Regions from separate parts of the Gossypium arboreum genome. Here region 1 is linked to region 2. Evidence: chromatin contacts called from public Hi-C data. All regions are on one chromosome and are shown on one strand. Each heading gives the region's core, a stretch centred on a gene start, on an enhancer-like site or on the middle of the called end of the contact. The rest is flanking DNA. Distances are from core to core; before and after follow the strand shown.

Evidence for each region. A called contact is a pair of places that touch in the nucleus more often than the background predicts.
Region 1: a Hi-C map of leaf shows a contact between it and region 2, with 4 times the contacts expected there. The contact joins the enhancer-like site here to the promoter of LOC108484599 in region 2. A contact is called at or near these places in 3 of 5 Hi-C or Micro-C datasets (all in leaf).

What each region holds. Positions count from the first base shown.
Region 1 is chr6:135,629,124-135,632,987 of ASM2569848v2, reverse strand. It overlaps LOC108484463 (IAA-amino acid hydrolase ILR1-like 6), which reads left to right. Exons shown (of 5, transcript XM_017788254.2): 3 at 1,337-1,651; 4 at 1,744-1,872; 5 at 1,953-2,648. The coding sequence ends at 2,318. Among protein-coding and RNA genes, the nearest start is that of LOC108484463, 4.7 kb to the left of the region's middle. Within about 2 kb of position 2,112, at least 2 of the 2 cell types and tissues checked have an H3K27ac peak or open chromatin away from gene starts, as enhancers often do. A contact at or near this core is called in leaf, where this site is marked.
Region 2 is chr6:135,567,458-135,571,603 of ASM2569848v2, reverse strand. It overlaps LOC108484599 (probable L-ascorbate peroxidase 6, chloroplastic/mitochondrial), which reads right to left and starts at 2,268. Exons shown (of 12, transcript XM_017788447.2): 1 at 1,897-2,268; 2 at 1,638-1,784; 3 at 994-1,114; 4 at 809-909; 5 at 642-729; 6 at 1-10. The coding sequence starts at 2,061.

The DNA.
Region 1 (3,864 bases), core at 863-3,362, 62 kb before region 2:
ATATATATATATATAAATTATAATTAGGATTAGGGGTGAGGTTGTTAGGGATTGAACCCCAGCTCTCATGTCACAACACAAATACTCTTATTGCTAAGCCAAGAGATTGTTGGCAAGCATATATTCTTATAGTTATCACTTTACAACCTATTAAATAATAACGTATCATTCAAAATAAAATTCTTAATAAGATCTAAAATAAAATTAAGTAGATTAAATTTTTTTTTAAAAAAAAAGAAGATATCATGTTATTTTTAGTTTATTGAGTAGATAAAATTATAAACCCTACAATGCATCAAATATTAGCTTAAAGAAATATGTTTTTAATTAAAGCATGATAACTTACTTTCCATCCTATGCCTACCTTTATACATGGGAAGGAATCTTGATCAAGGACATAAAGTTGTGTGGAAGAAGAATAAAATTTTCCCTAATGTTTTGTTGTACATGTTGATAGAAATTCCTGCAAGTCATAGTTAAAGCTTGTTGAAAAAGACAGTATATCAATAAGATATATTCTTTCTCTGGATTCATGGCTGTGTATATATTCGTATTGAATACGGATACAGTCCAAATACATACAGCTGGATGGATATTCATATATTATGTCTCCAGACTGTGACATAAACCTAAGTTGCTTGCTCAATAATGTCCAATCTTTGTCCTCATTTGTATAAAATCATTATTTTATGTTTTCTCTTTTCCTTCCATCTAACCACGTGTGGTTAATTTGGTTTTTTATCAATCAAACCAACATTTAATATTATAAAAATCAATCAATATTTAACTATTGTTACATTAAAAAAATATCTGCATTTTCTATGAACAATTTGTTTGGTCGTGGGAAGCTTTAAGAAGAAGACAAAATGGGATAATTTATTTATACAACACTAGCAGGTTTTATTTTATTTTCAATTTTTACTTTACGCATGCTTGCTATTTGTTTTTGTTATTATTATTTCTCAAATAAATTGTTTTATTCACTTAATTATTAAAAATTATAAAAATAATTACTTAATTATTAATAACAATAATAAAATATTACAAAAGATAATTCAACTATTCAATGTTTGTTTTTTCCATTATCAGCTGGTTAACATAAATTTGAAAAATCCAAAATTCAAAGATTATTGAGTGATAAAAAGGCAAAAATAAATAATTAAAAAACTATTTTATAATTTTTTATAATTGGGTGAAAAAATTTATTAGTGTAATTTACTACTAATAATGACCAAAATTCTAATATTTCTATCATAGTATTTCTATTTTCTACCGTATTTGTTCGTATTATTCCTTTTAAGTAATATGTTTAATTAAATATACTTTGGGTGTCTAGGGAACTGTGATAGTGATCTTTCAGCCGGCAGAGGAAGCCGGAAATGGTGCTAAGCGGATGATCGGAGATGGGGCATTGGAAAACGTAGAGGCCATTTTTGCAGTCCATGTATCCCACGAACACCCCACGGGTATTATCGGCTCAAGGCCTGGTCCTCTTCTTGCCGGCTGCGGCTTCTTTCGAGCTGTTATCAGTGGAAGAAAAGGCCTTGCCGGCAGCCCCCATCACTCCGTCGACCCAATCTTGGCTGCATCAGCTGCCGTAATTAGTTTACAGGGAATTGTTTCTCGTGAATCAAATCCATTAGATTCCCAGGTCTGAGTTTTGTTTTATAAATTTCTCCAACTTCCAAAACATGGGGAAATTTTTTTAAACTTGTTTAAATCTTGTAATGCAAATGCATGCAGGTCGTCTCGGTCACTTCTTTCAATGGAGGCAATAATCTTGACATGATCCCTGAAACGGTGGTCATAGGAGGTACTTTCAGGGCTTTCTCCAACGCCAATTTTTACAATCTTCTCCAAAGAATCGAAGAGGTTCGTCGCAGTTTTCACTTTTAGATTTGGAGTCCTTATTTTCACAATTCTAACATTCTTCGACATGGAAACACACACAGGTAATCGTCGAACAGGCCAATGTTTTCCGATGTTGGGCGACGGTCGATTTCTTTGAAAAAGAATCAACAATCTATCCCCCAACAGTGAATGACGACCGTATGTACGAGCACGTAAAGAAAGTGGCCACTGATTTGCTAGGACCACCAAATTTCAGGGTGGTCCCTCCAATGATGGGTGCGGAGGACTTCTCCTTTTACTCCCAGGTAGTTCCGGCAGCTTTCTACTACATCGGCGTAAGAAACGAGACCTTGGGATCGACACACACCGGTCACTCGCCGTATTTCATGATCGACGAAGATGTTCTTCCCATTGGTGCTGCGGTTCATGCCACCATTGCTGAAAGGTACCTCAACGAGCATGGCTGAAAAGGAAAGAGGCTTTATATCTGTGGTTTATTTATCCCCAACTGGGTTGAGCACTGATTATTGAGAGAATTGGCAATGCATGTGCTCTGGTGATTTTGATCATAGTTAGGGTGGTGGAAAGGGCAAAGGTTTTCAACTTTTGGCGATGTAAAGAACTGAGCAGAGGATGCCATGCTCTGCTCTTTGAACTTGTAACAGTGTTAAATGTTTCAATTAATGCTACTTTGCGTTCAACTCTATTTCTGTTCAGAGCATTAAGATGCTTTAACCAGGCAAATATTTTATGATTTATTTAATGCAACCGACTATATTACCTCGGTTAAGATGAAATTTGGTAGTGATTGGCTGTAAGGAGATGGGCTCTGGGCTCGGGGTATCTCAGGTCTTCTTTTCTTTTTTTTGGGCTCCTTCCAATGTATTTCTTCTCCCTCGTATGAAGCTTATGAATAGAGAGAAAAAATTTAGACATTCAAAAAAAGAAAAAGAAAAATTGAGCATTGTTTGAATCATGGAAATTTAAATATGAATTTATTGTAAAAATACTATTCAATTTTAACTCTATTGGTATGGATATTGTTGTGAATGTAGAAGGATACAGATTTAAGTGTGTTGAAACTCATTATCTCCTATTTATAAGTTTGAGAAGGGGTTATGAATAATTTTAGGCATTGTTTAAAAAATAGTCAGATATAGTCCTAACCTATAATGAGATTGTCAACAAATATTATTATTATTTTTAAGTTGCTTTCAAGTGATTTCAAATTTCTTTATGATATGAATATTTTATTAAGTGGATGTCCATTAACATTAACATAAGTTTTGATGTACTTTAAATTCTAATAGTTATTATAAGTATATTTGTATTTCTTATGTCTACAAATAGAGACTTTGGAGAAGCTTTATAAATATTCTTATTGATTAATAAGATACGCTCTCTTTTGCTCTTTATTTTCTTTGTTCTTTACTCTTTGTCTATTTATGCTACTTTCTTTATAATTTTATTTTTTGTTAGTTAGTTAGTGATAAAAATAAGGCTTAATGACAAATTTGGCCACTAACGTTTATATGTTTTATCAAAATTGTCCTAATTGTATTTTTGAGCCTTTTTTTTTTTGCCATCAACCTTTATTCTTTCTTTTTTTCAAATTCCTTTTTTAAATAGATTTGATGAAAGTACTGTTAAAAAAGTTAACGGATGATGTGGAATTTCATATGTGGAATATTTTTAATGAGATGTAATTTATTACTTAGATAACCAAATAAAATAATTACGTGTGGAAAATAAATAAATAATTCACAATTTTAAAAAATAGCTCTTAATTTAAAGAAAATAAACATAATTATTTAAAGAAAATTTCAAAATGAATGCACACCTTTAGTATTTTCGGTTTGATTTATTAATTATCTTTTGAATCCTCTCAGTAAATAAACGTATGAATTAATTTTGAAATATTTTTAGATGATTTATTAATCATGTATAATTTATTTATTTTATTATTTTTCACATGTAAAATAATAAATTATATCTTATTAAAAATATTTCATA
Region 2 (4,146 bases), core at 1,019-3,518:
GGTCCAGCATCTAAGCAACAGAGAAACGCTATAAGGTTAGTGGTCTCTAGACATAAGCATAAGCGAATGCATTGGTACCTATGAGGGAAAAAGGAGGCATAAGCAATACTCAAATTATGCTAATAGTCTTAAGTCTAAACAACCTAGAAGCACGAAGTGTGCAAACGTAAGGCAACATAAAGCTATGTTAATAATATTCTAGGTTCTTAGGTGAACAACTGTCATACAATGACGGCTAAAACATGGTCCGCCTGTTTATCTTTAAGAACCTAGTACTCTTCTGAAAATTTTAAGGATCCCCATATTCTTATTAATCTATAATAATGTCATTTCAGGTATTTGCTGCTATATGCTGCAGATTAGGGAGCATATAGTTATATCTCTTCCTTTTCCAGATACAGATAAATAATCTGTTAACCATAACCACTTCACAACAGTGCAGTAAACTTCCCAGAAATTCAGAATTAAATGGACTAAAACAAGACACGTTCAATTCATTGTCCAATCATTCAAGCCAGTTAGCAGCCCAGCTTGCCAATGGATTGTATGCCTCAAGTTTCCAGTTACATTTCTTAATTTAGGAATCTCCCCACAATTTAAATTGACATGAACAATCATGCACCATTATAAGGTTCACTTGCCAGGTAGCCTGCCCTCCTCAGGACACTCATTAGGACCGGAGACATCCACCCTTCCATATTTCATGGGAATTTTGGGTCCTCCAGCCTCCTGAATTACATGTCGATTCTTAGTACAACTACAAAATCAATCAAAAAGATATACATTCAAGAGTAACAGCAAGCAAGACCTCAATAGCAGTAGCACTAGCCAACTGGAACAAATCAGCAAAAGTTACATCAGAGTACTTGTCCTTGATAGGCTGAATAAGACTCAATGCATTCACTAGGCCTGAAACAAAAGATAATGAGACAACAGTGCTACCAATTACCAACTAACTAATTACATTGTATAAGTAGACAAAGAACATGTTACCAGCATTGGCGGCATGTTTTAGCTCTACTTCAAACCTAAGACTTCCATTCGCTCCACCCCTTTGTGGCCATTCCTCAATGTTCTTGTTGTAGGTACCAGCATCATGCCATCCTAGGCGAACCTGAAGTTTATAAAATCAAATTTCAAGTATATGAAAATAAACATCGTTTATCCTCGGCTAAAACTAAGCACAATATACATGTTTTAAAAGAAAATGATGAATGATCTTGTAAATATGCACACTCACTGACTCTCAGTTTTTCTCTCCTCTTGGCATTGGAATTTGAAATTATTTGTTTCTATGTATTAGAGTGAAAAATAATCACCCTCATGTTTTCTTGCTCATGGCTTTACTTTTCTACCTAACATACTCAAAATTCTTTTTTTTTTTTTTTAACTTCTCCACCTTTCTCTTTTCATCCTTTCACTCTACATATTATTAATGCTGCTTAAACTGAAACCACCCTTAATGCTCTACCTAAACTACTAATAAGTACTTCATTTCTTCAAATATGAAATAAAATTCATTAAATTCAAACATTTATTCGCAATATACCGAGAAATCTTTCTTCTATGCTAAAAACTCAAAGAGCATAGCGACATTATTCCCAAGAAAGAAAGAACAAGAATTAAGACATTAATACCAGAATAGGATGGCAGAACTGAGAGTTGAGAAGTTGCTTGAGATCTTCTCTAGCACTCTTCAACTGATCAGGATTCGAAGCTGCACATTTCGGACTTGCAACTGTGCCGAATCCTCTGCTACTCGACACATTAACTGCCGATCTCCTCTATTTTATGAACAAAAAACAAAATTAACTAAAAAGAATAAGAACATTTATATAAAAAATAAAAAAAATAAAAAGAAAGAAAGAACTAGGAAATGTGAAAGGAGGAATTAACCTGGTGGGAAGAGAAATGAGAAGATGGAGAGAAAGCGAAGGGCTTAAAAGAGGAAGAGAAAGAAAGGAGAGAAAAAGAGGTGGGGGGATGGAGAGAAAGTCGAACTCCGGGGGAGGAAGATGCTAAGATTCGAGAAGAGGCGGTGGTGCCTAGAGACGAAGTCATTGGCCGACGGAAGCTGCGGTGGTTGAGGAGGTTGTGCGCGACGGCGAACGACAGTTAGGAGCTTTTCAGTAATAGTTTTCACTTTCAGCTGATCTGTGATAATGGCTGTGCCATTTGGCTCTGCGCTTTGTCTCCAATTGTTTTGGATTAAGAAGTCGTTATTTTGGACCAATAGCAAGCCCCCAAATCCAAAAAAAAAAAAAATTGCTCTCCAAACGGTTTTGGTAACATCCGATGCATTAAAAACTATGAAAAATTACCTCAAAATCATTAAATTATTAGTAAATTTATGTTTTAGTTATTTAACTTTAAAAGGATACAAAATAGTCATTGAATTATCCAAAAGTTTTATTTAAGTCATTAGACTATTAAAATCATTGTTGCATGGCTTTTTCTGCTCACACGACTTACATTAATCAAAAACTCCTATTCCCTTTCTCTTCTCTAGCTCAATTTTTTTCATAAAACAAATTTGAAAGTTACGAATCTGCAAACCAAAATCTAAACAGCTGTATTATCCAATCTCCGACACTGATCATCGAATTAACTTGAATCTAAAGTATGTTCTACTCGTCGATGAGTGTCAATCCACTATACCAATCATCAAATTGTCGTTTAGAGCTTGCTACCCAAATTTTTTTTAAAAAAAGAAACTTATCAGCCCAGTTACTTAAATAAAAAATTTTGAATAGTTCAATAACTTAAAATGAAAATTTTTGAATAATTTAGTGACCATTTTGTAACTTTTTGAAGCTGAGTGGCCAAAACGTTAAAGGGTAATGACAAAAATTTCATATAAACTATTTTTTTATACTATGCCTAAAATTACTCATAACTCATCTCCAATCCATAAATAGAAGAACAATGCACTTTAGCGTACTCAGACTCATCCTCCTGCATTAGCAACAATGCCTATGCTAATCAAACTAAGATTCAATAGACTATTTTTCTTATAAATTTAAATTTATCAATTTCATTTTTAATTTGTTTTTCGTTTCTTTTCTTAATTTTCTTCTAAATTTAAATTTAAATTTTCCAAGACACCCACCTTTTTATTTTAAAGCTAAAAAAATTGTCAATCAAGTTTATCTCCTTCCTAATTAAAATTTTTATTCAAATATAAATAAAATTCAACAAAAAAATGTCATTCGTCCATTAACTTTAACAATTGATCATTAAAGAATAGCTGTCCCTCATTTTTTTCAGTTAATGTCATCTTGTGTCACAACTATCTGCGTGACATGTGGCAAAAAAATATAAAAAAATAAAAATCAATAGAACTTATACAAATTATTAAATTTTAACAAAAATATTTACAAATTAGAAAAAATTGTAAAATTTTATAAAAATCATAAAAAAATTATAAAATGCATCAAAAAGGGTCTTTAACCATTAACTTTAACTGTTGACCATTAAAGTGAATGACCCCCAGTTTTTTTCCAGTTGAAGTCATCATATGTAGCAACACAATGTGACATATGACAAAAATGATAAAATTAAAAATCAATAAAGTTATAGAAAAATTATAAAATGCTTCTTTTAGTACGATAATTTTATATTTTTTACAAATTTTAAATTTCTTTACTTTTTTATAATTTTTTACGATTTTACAAAATTTTATATATTTTTTCTATATTTCTATATATTTTATAATTTTTATGATTTTATAAAATTTTACAATTTTTTATAATTTTTTCTAATTTTAATTTTAAATATTTTTTATTAAATTTAATCATTTTATAACTTTTATTGATTTTTATTTTTATCATTTTTGCCACATGTCACACTATGGTTGTGACACATTATGACTTTAATTGAAAAAAATTAGAGGCGATTTAAGTATCTAATTTAGTGCAAAAAAAAACATGGGTTTAATTACTTTTTTGAAAAAGTTTTAGTGCCTTTTATGCATTTTAAAAGTTCAAGTACCCAATTGAGTGTAAAAAAACCATAGGCTTAACTACTATTTTTTTTAAAAAGTTTGAAGGTCTTTTTGATGCATTGTGAAAGTTCAAGTACCTAAGTAAATAAAAAAACAAAAGTAGAGACTTAATTTTTATTTTTAAAATTTGAGGGTTTTTACAC